Linked DNA regions of Oryctolagus cuniculus: region 1 is linked to region 2. A link is a contact called in public Micro-C data. All regions are on one chromosome and are shown on one strand. Each heading gives the region's core, a stretch centred on a gene start, on an enhancer-like site or on the middle of the called end of the contact. The rest is flanking DNA. Distances are from core to core; before and after follow the strand shown. Region 1 holds the start of TIMM17A (translocase of inner mitochondrial membrane 17A). Region 2 overlaps LMOD1 (leiomodin 1).

Region 1 (4,404 bases), core at 611-3,110, 49 kb after region 2:
CGGTCTCTTCCCTGTGCAGGTTACCGACTGATGTGTCCGCATGGGCCGTGGGGTGCCCAGATCACGTGCTCTTGCCAGGGGTGTTTCTGAGGGTCTCTGGCCGAGAACAGTGGACTCAGGAGGACAGACTGCCCTTCCCAGTGGACCGGAGCAGCAGGCAATCCACCGAGGGCCCGAGTGGGATAAATGGCTGAGGAAGGAGGATGTGCCCTGATATCGTGGGCTTCCCTGGGCCCCGGGCCTTTGGTCTTGGCCTGAATTCTACCGCTGGGTCTCCAGCTTGCAGAGACCGCTCACGGGACTTCTCAAACTTCGCAAAGCGGGGAGCCAATGCCTCATAACACTCATAACACAGAGCTACCCAGCATCTGATTGGCCGCGTCCCTCTGGAGATCTGCGGCCATCCCTGATTACTGAGTCAAAGGAAATAAACTCAGGACAGTGCTGTGGTGCGGTCACTTCAGCCACCGCTTAGGACACCTGCACCCATATCACAGTGCAACCGGGAGAGCGCTCTGGCTCTCTGCCTTGCAAATAAGTAAAAGAAAATGAAATTTCAAAAAATTAATTTTAAGGGCAGGTGTTTGGCACAGTGGTTGATTCCACTTGGGATACCTGTATCCCACATCACTCTCTGAGTTTCAGTCCCAGCTATTCCCCCGAGTCCAGCTTCCTGCTAACAACCATCCTGGGAGGCAGCCGATGATGGCTCAAGTACCTGGATCCTGGCTGTGGCCTGACCCAGCTCCACTGTTGCTGCAGATGGAAGATTCTCTCTCTCTCTCTCTCTCTCTCTCTCTCTCTCTCTGCTTTTCACACAAATGAATACTTTTTTTAGGCTTTAGAAAAATACAACAAGCACAGGTACATAAACCAACACTGCCCACCAAGGAACAAGAACAGCTAGCAGCACCGCCAAGGGCTTGCTCTTTTATATGGAAATCTGGTCAGAGCCAGACAACCAGAGGACTGGGTAATGAATATGGAATAAGCGCTCAGGCAGGTAGCAAGCTAAAGGATGGGCCTGGTGAGACCAGGAAAAACATCCCCGGCCCCCGCGCAGGGGCTCACGCCCACGGGGCCTGGGGGCCCTGGTGAGACCAGGAAAAACATCCCCGGCCCTCTGCGCAGGGCCTCACGCCCACGGGGCCTGGGGGGCTGGCTGCACACGCATTCCCGCTCTGGGCTTCCATGCTACCCCTCTCCCACAGCCTCTCTTCGGCCTGCACCATTCATCAGAGCGTTCTCAATTACGCGCACGCGTTCCAACAGGCCATGCGGCCGACGAGGTTGTCCCCGCGTTGCTGGTAACCGCCAGCTCTGCGGCGCTGGGTTCGCCTCCCTGCCTCACCCCCAAGCTTCCAGGGGGCTCTCACGTCGACTGCAGAAGCGCAGAATGCAGGCGAGCTGCCCGAACCACGGGGCTGGGCCCACGGGAGGGGAGCCTTGTCCCGCAGGTCGAGGGCGCCACCCGCACCTGCAGCTCGCACTACAAAGGACCGAGGCGCTGGCTGCCCTGGAGGCGCGGCGTGCGGTAGCAGGACCTCCCCATCCAGGGGTTCAGAGTTCACAGCACAAGTGCCGAAACGGAGAAACGGTGAACCCTAGCGGAGTAACACCAGGTTTACCTCAGGCCAAGGCACCTCGGGTGACTGCTGTAATAAGAACTCCGTCACTCGCTAGCTCCCCGCCCACAGGGCGCGAACCCGCCGCCTTCGAGGACTTGGGCGGGGCCAGAGCGGCCACGACAAGGGCCCCGCCCCGCCCACATTCTTCCCCGCTCCCATTGGCTGCGGCGGGAAACCGCGAACCAATCCTCATAGACCTTAACGCCCCCTCTCGGGATCACTTCCGCCGCAGGGGTCAGGCTCCACCCAGTTTGCCCGGCATCTCTCGCGCCACTGGAGTCAAGATGGAGGAGTACGCTCGGGAGCCTTGGTGAGTCTTTTCCGCTGCCCTTGCCTCTCTTTACGCCCTGCCCACGGCCCTCGTTCTCCCTTTTACAGCCTCCCAGGGTGCCTGCCGAACTCCGCCGCGGGCTTCTGGACATGGGCAGTCGGGACTCGAACGGCCCGTCGGCTTCCCGGTCCCCGGCCGCGTGAGCCTCGCCGCACCCGACCCAGCGCCTGGGACCTGGCCGTGGGTGGGGAGGAGGTCCAGGCTTGGGCTTGACAGGGCCTCAGAACGTCCTCCCAACGCAGGGCGCAGTGGACCTCGTGTGGGGCCAGTAGCAGTCTCCTGTGCCCGCCGAGGTGACCTTGGGCACGTCCCTCTGCTAGGGAGGAGATAAGCCTCGAACCAGTGCCGTTCTGGGGCCTTGCAGACGGGCGTTACGCAAGGTGTTGGGATGAGCTTCAGTAGGACAGAGCCTCGATTTCTTGCTTGGAATTCTCCCGTGGGGAAGGGGGTGGGCTTCACAAGATTATTCGGAAAATAGAAAAAGCGTGTGTGCTCTGGACAGCCATGAGCAGAGACTCGTTCATTAATTCAGCGTTCATCGGGTGCAGGTTCTGCGCTGGCGCTCGGGTAGGTTCAGGGAACAGAAGCTTAACTAAGTCAGCAGAAACCGTAATTATGGAGCGTGGAACCGCTGTCAGAGCCTCACCTTGTTCTTTGAGGGCCTAGGTGAGGAATCACTCTTGGTGTTTGGGTTAGGCACCTGTTTACTGTGTGAGGGCTGGAACCAAGGTGTCCTCAAGCTGTGGAAGTGCCCGGGCCTTTAAATGACTACCTGGTAGCCCTGTGGTCTGCTTCATGCCGCCCCCCACCCCATGTATAAGACGATGCAGCCCCTCCTGCTCTCTTCAAAGGCCTCCTAAGCCGGCGCCGCGGCTCACTAGGCTAATCCTCCGCCTTGCGGCGCCGGCACACCGGGTTCTAGTCCCGGTCGGGGCGCCGGATTCTGTCCCGGTTGCCCCTCTTCCAGGCCAGCTCTCTGCTGTGGCCAGGGAATGCAGTGGAGGATGGCCCAGGTGCTTGGGTCCTGCACCCCATGGGAGACCAGGATAAGCACCTGGCTCCTGCCTTCCGATCAGCGCGGTGCGCCGGCCGCGGTGGCCATTGGACGGTGAACCAACGGCAAAGGAAGACCTTTCTCTCTGTCTCTCTCTCTCACTGTCCACTCTGCCTGTCAAAAAAAAAAAAAAAAAAAAAAGCCTCCTAAATCCTGCTCAGATGCGCAGACCTCAGCACACCGCGAACTGCTGTTGGATGTGCTGCAGAGCGCAGGTTGGCAGGGAGATAGAAGATTTGACATTGCTGAGTTAGATATCATAAAGAACGATGGGTTTCCTTTACCAGATCATCAGGCAGCCCCTGTGCTTTCCCTTGGTGCATACGTCCTGGAGCAGTGCGGTAGTTACCCAGTTAGTTAGTAGTCAAAGCTGCTCTCATCTTTTCTGAAAGGTTTACTTGTTTGTTTGAAAAGCAGAGCTTCAGAGGGATCTTGCACGTGCTGGTTCTTTCCCCAGTTGGCCACAACAGCCAGGGCTGAGCCGGGCTGAGCCAGGAGCCAGGAACTCCAGCCTGGCCCCTCACAGGAATCCCAAGCCCTTTGGCCATCATCTGCTGCTTTCCCAGGCACATTGGTGGGGAGCTGGATCAGAAGCAGAGCAGCTGGAACTTGAACCAGTGCCCTGAAAAGCCTCCGCTTAGCCTGCCCCGCTGAGCCACAGTTCAAGCCCCTGCTTTGATCTGATTGCCCTTGGCACTTCCTCAAGTCATCGAGCTCAGAACTAGAAGAACCCCCCAGCCCCAGCCCCAGTATGTGCAGTCTGTAGTCTTTGAAAAATTCTTTCTTTCGGTTCCTCTGACCAGGATTTTACCTGATGCCCTTAATGCCTTTTACAATAGCTTCCTAATTGCTTTCCTTACCTCCAGCACCATATGATAAATCATGTGGCTTTAATGATCCTCAAGACTTCATTTTCCTAGAACACACAGGCTGCGTGATGAAGTGAGAAGAGCTTGGGGGCTCGGGAGAACTGTATTTTAGTTAAGTTGGTTCTCCTAGGTACTGCCTACATGACTTCTGACAAGTTGTTTAATCTCGGAGCGTCTGTTCATCTGTAAAATGGAGAGGAGACAAATACTCTTTTTTCAGAGTTAAAAGATCAGTGATTCTGTAGGAAAGAAATCTAGCTTTCTTGGAAGTTATGGTTTTCTATGCATTGTAAAGCACTTGACTGCATAAAAGAAATTTACATACAGTGGGTTGAAAATGAATTTAGCAGATTCTTATAGACCATATTCCTAGGGTAGTGGTTCTAGTCTGATCAAATTCCTGAGATCTTGGTACATTACATAACTATTTAGGCTACATTTGGAGCTGGTTGTTAAGAGTGGTTCAGTGTGCTAACTGGATCTGATACAAATGAAAGGTTCAGGTGCTTACTTGGATTCACT
Region 2 (4,694 bases), core at 1,599-4,098:
GGGGTCAAGGAGTTGTCTTGTCACCGAGCTGGAAGGCAGGAGGCCGGAGCTGCGCCGGGACTCACGGCTGCCCCCTCCCAGGGAAAGGCCCTTGACCCAGACAGGGAGGGGCAGCTGCTGCCGGTGGAGACAGAGCTGGGCAGTGTGTGTGTGGGGGGTTCCACCTTCTGTTCAGGGCCTGCGGGTCCTCGGAGTCCTGGGCCCCAGCTCGTCTTGGAGCCAAGGAGGGGAGATGTGCAGGATAAACGTTCTGCATGTGCTAAGAGCCGCAAGCTCAGGTGTGACAGAAGTGACGTCCAGGGGGAAGCGCAAGGCGGGGCAGTCAGAGCGACCCCTCCTGGAGCGGACAACTGCTTGGCAGGCGGGGGAGGAGGCAGGTGCAGCCAGCTCCAGCTGCAGGGGGGAGGGTGTGGAGGGGCCCCAGTCCTGCCAGTTCAGATCAGAGCGCTGAGAGCAAGGGGATTCTGAGAACAAGGGGGATGAGGAGGACGGTGGTGGAGCGAGGCTGCCGCGGACTTGAGCACTCCCACCTGGCGCAGGCACCGTGGGGCACGGAGCGCCAAGCAGGGCAGGAGGGCACCGAGCCGCAGCCACCCTCCCCTGAACACCAGGCAGGCACCTGACAAGGGCAGGCAGGGAGAGGCTGCAGCTCTCAAAGGCTGGGGGCCCGGTGGTGTACCTGGGAGGGGATCTCGAGGGGTCTGGGAGGCATAGATGAGAAGGGGGCGTTCTTATACGGAAACAAACAGGTGTGGTGGGGCAGCCAGGGCAGGTGCCGCATGGTGCTAGGGCAAGGCTCCATGGAAACAGGTCCAGAGGCCCCAGGGAGGAGGAGGGGTGGGGAAGGGAGCCCCAGGATGCAGAGCGGCGCGCCCCTCCCCGCGGGCTTCCAGGCCTAGCCTGCACCCAGCTGACCTCAGAGCCCGGCACTGCGCAGGGCGCTCCGGACCAGACCCGCGATCGTGGAACGGAGCATGCTCGCGGGTGACGTCCCCGGCCTGGAAGTGGGCCGCGGGCGTGGCAGAGACCTGACTGTGCCCCCCCGGGGCCGCAGCTCCTCGCACCCCGCGACAGCGAGGAAGGCGGCGACCTCGGCCGGCCGGGGTCTAGCCTCGATCTTGGTGCTAGCCTTGGCGCGTGCCGGCGGGCAGGTGGAGGGAAGGAGCCCGGGGCAGCGGGAGCGGAAGGAGAGGCGGTTCCACGGGGAGGAGGGGCCGGGCATGGCCGCGGGGCGGGGCGCGTAGGTGTTCGGGCGCCGGGCTCGGGTCGGCGGGGTGGCCCGCTGGCGGGAGACCTGAGCTGGGTCCAGATTCATCCACCTGGACATTTGCGGTCTTTGAAGCGGGTGTTCTCCCCTGTGAAATCCAGGCGCCGGGCGAGGGCAGACCCCGTCTGGCTCTTTCCCAGTGGGTTTCAGGAGGGAAGCCGGACAGTCTGCCGGCGCGGGTGGGGCAGGGGCGGCGTCGGGAGCAGGAGTGTGGCCCCTTCCCAGCTCAGCGAGTGTCCGCCGTGCGCCGAGCCCGCCCCTCGGCGCCCCCCAGACAGCCCGGAGCCCCCTGACCGCCCTTTCTCCCTGCCTGCTTCCTCGGATGAGAGCCCGGGACGCGGCCGCCTCCAGGTGGCGCTGCGCTCCCGCCTCAGGTTCAAATGCACCGGCGGACCGATGACATCACCCCACCGCTAGGTCCCAGGAGTGCAGGAAGGGAACAGCAGCTCTTGCTGCTTGGGAACGGTGGGGCGTGGCTTTTCCCTCCGGCTAAATCCTGCGTGGAGTCTGGCAGGACTTCCTAAGGTGACAGGTTCCTTTGGAGCTCCGTTGTTGGGGTTCTGTTAGGGCTTCCCACGCCTTCCTAAGACACCATGGGCAGTCTCTTTGGGGCAGGGGAGGGGGACTGCGAGGTAGGGTTAAAGGCCTGAGCTCTGCCTGTGGCTGTGGGTAGTGGGCGGCGCTGACCCGGCTTGGTTCCAGCTAACACCCTTAGCCTGACAGGAGCCAGCAAGGTTCTCCATCTCCTTGCCCAGACACAGGTTACGGGGGTGCAGGGCGAGAGGGTGCAGAGTGCCCCTGGGGTCTGGGTCCTCAGGCCTGTCCAGACCCAGCAAGGGCCCCGACCCCACCCCCAAGATGGAGAAGCCGCGGAGGCAGAACAACCTGCAGTGGAAAACACATACAGGTGGCGGCTCCCCGGTGCCAAGGCTGCCACGCATCCTCGTGCCAGGAGAGCCGGGAAGGTGCCTTTGACATGCAGCAGACGGTGGGCGTGCAGGGCAGTGCTGTGGGGCCAGAGGGCGGCGGTGGCGCAGGAAGTGAGCTAGGACCCGCGGGGAGGACCGGGGGCCGAGTAGGCTCCCCACGCCGTTGCCCGGCTTCTCTGCTGCCCGGCTGGCCTGTGACTGCTGTTAGAGGCTGGCCCCAAGCCCACGGCAGGAAGAGTCACGGAAGGAGCATCCTTGGAACAGGCCTAATATAGGCACCCCGGGCCGGCCTCCACCCCGCCTGCACCTCCGAGCCCAGCTCTGGCCGTGGACGCCAGGCAGCAGCACGCTGCGGGAGCAGGCCTGGCCTCCTGGGCCTGGGCAGCCGGGGCGGGCGGGCGGGGAGTCTCCGCTCATTTCCTGGTCAACTCGGCAGGCACGGCAGGGCCCCTGAGCTTCTAGATTCTTCGAGGGTGAGCATCAGGGCCCTGGGCATAGCAGAGAGGTGAGGCACAGCCAGTCACGGCTAACGGCTTGTATATATTATCAAAATCTTATGGAAACAGATACACAGCTATTTATACAACAGCAGTGGGTGTGCGGCAAACATCGGCTTTGGCATCGAACCTTCTGGTCCGGCTGCTGCCTGCCCCTCCCCTCCCGCTGGAACCCGCTCCCCACCAGGCAGGCTGTCCCCGCCAGGGCTAACCAGAGGGAGGCTGGGGGGCTCCTCAGCCCCTCCTGCTCTCCTGTGGGCCCCCCACCCTCTCAGACCTGCCACTGCCCAACAGCTTTGTCCGAGGGCTCCTCAGAGGTCTGAATCCTGGCCCTGGAGGGCGGCGGGGCTGGGGTGGGCGTGGCCGTGGACACAGCTTTCCTCTCGTGGCTCCTGGGCCTCTTGTGGCTGCCAGCCGTGCGGGCCCCGGGTGGTGCCGTCTTCTCAGCGATGAGCTACAAGGGCTCTTCTTGCCTGGAACCCTCAGCTCCAGGTACACAAGCGGTTTCGGAGAGCCTCAGAGATAAGAACAGGAAAGTGGGGAGAGACAGGGCATCCTTCCTGGAGCGTGGCCCAGGCCTCGAGCTCCCGCATGGCGGCAGCAGCGGGGCCGGGGTGGGTGGGTGGGGGCCGTGTGGCCCTGGGAGGTGAGGCCCGGGCGGTCGTGGCGCGGGCAGACGGTGCCCGGCTGCCTGGTCCTACTGCAGCAGCTTGGGCACTTCCACCTGCAGGGGCAGAGCACAGACAGGTCAGAGGAGGCTGCAAGGGGCCCTCTGCTGCCCCCTTCGGCTCCTCCCCCGGAAGGGCGGAGCCCCGGCCTCCTCGGCCAGGGGTGCCGCCCAGGCACCATGTCCCCTTTCCTGTGAAAACTGGACGCCGTCCATCCCCTGGCCCTGGGGCCACAGCGGAGCTGGTCCTGAATGCACGGCGCCAGGGCTGGGGCACAGCACCAAGGCCGCTGTCAGCAGGCAGGGCTTCCGGGCACCAGGTGCCCAGCCCAGAGACGGCGCATGCGTCCATGGCACAGGCTCCACAGAGGCAGACTCTCCTTGGGGGAGCCCGACATGTGGGGCTTGGCTGGCCCTGGGAGAGGGTTTGGTAGGACAAAGAGCATTTTTGTCTCAGGGAATGGAGAAGGCTCAAAGGAAGGAGGGCCTGAGGGGGACAACTCTGCCGAGGCTGCAGGAGGCAGACACGGCGGGGCGGGGGGGCGGGGCGCAGGGGAGAGGCTGGAGGACCCAGAGGGAGACACGAGTGAGGGCCGCCTGGAGGTGGGGGCCTGGCTTCGTGCCTGCAGCCTGACCTGAGCTCCCCCGCGGACCCCTGCCCACCCAGCCCGTGGCCCCGGCCCACGAACACAGCTACCTTCTTGAGCTGCTTGAGGTTGCTGGAGCGGATGGCGGCCAGCAGCTGGTCGCGCGAGTTCTTCTCCTGGGCCGGGAGCACCTTGTCCCCCATCTTCCTCTGCGTGGCGGGCGAGAGGGAGTTCTTCAGGTTCTCCATGATCAGGGGCGGAGCCAAGGGAGGGGGCGGGGGCGGGGGCGCGGCCGGAGCCCCCCCTTTCTTGGGCGAGTTCTTGGGGGAGGGCTTGGGGGAGGGCTGGGGCGAAGGTCTGGGGGAGCCCTTGGCCAGGGCCCCAGCCTTGGGCACCTCCAGCAGCTCCCTCTTCTCTCCGCTGGCCTCCTGCGCCTGCCTCTGCTCCTGCAGCCGCTTCTGCCGCTGCTTGTCCATGTTGCGGCTGAGCAGGTTGGTGACGGTCATGCGGGGCCCGGCCAGCTCGAAGTGGTAGCCCAGCTTGAGCAGCGTGGTGTTCTCCTTGAGCAGCTTGGCGATCTCCATCTCGGTCTTGCCGCCGCAGATGTGGCGCTGGTTGTGGAAGCGCAGCTCGGTCAGCGTGCTGTTCTGCAGCAGCGCCCGGAAGATGGCCAGGATGCCCTTGCCCGTGATGTGGTTGGAGTCCAGGTTGAGGCTGGTGATGGTCTTGTTGGCCTTGAGCATGATG

What was found. Hi-C and Micro-C count contacts between places; a contact is called where the count stands out from the background.
Region 1: a Micro-C map of ear pinna shows a contact between it and region 2, with 3 times the contacts expected there. The contact joins the promoter of TIMM17A here to the enhancer-like site in region 2. A contact is called at or near these places in 3 of 6 Hi-C or Micro-C datasets (ear pinna, psoas muscle and an unstated tissue).

Annotation. Positions count from the first base shown.
Region 1 is chr13:17,857,892-17,862,295 of mOryCun1.1, forward strand. It overlaps TIMM17A (translocase of inner mitochondrial membrane 17A), which reads left to right and starts at 1,861. Exons shown (of 6, transcript XM_002717598.4): 1 at 1,861-1,938. The coding sequence starts at 1,913. LOC108178224 (a long non-coding RNA gene) reads right to left here and starts at 1,763. Exons shown (of 4, transcript XR_011381330.1): 1 at 1,629-1,763.
Region 2 is chr13:17,808,048-17,812,741 of mOryCun1.1, forward strand. It overlaps LMOD1 (leiomodin 1), which reads right to left. Exons shown (of 3, transcript XM_017347865.3): 2 at 4,058-4,694; 3 at 2,717-3,417. The coding sequence ends at 3,391. Among named protein-coding and RNA genes, the nearest start is that of SHISA4, 6.5 kb to the left of the region's middle. Within about 2 kb of position 2,849, at least 3 of the 8 cell types and tissues checked have an H3K27ac peak or open chromatin away from gene starts, as enhancers often do. A contact at or near this core is called in ear pinna, where this site is marked.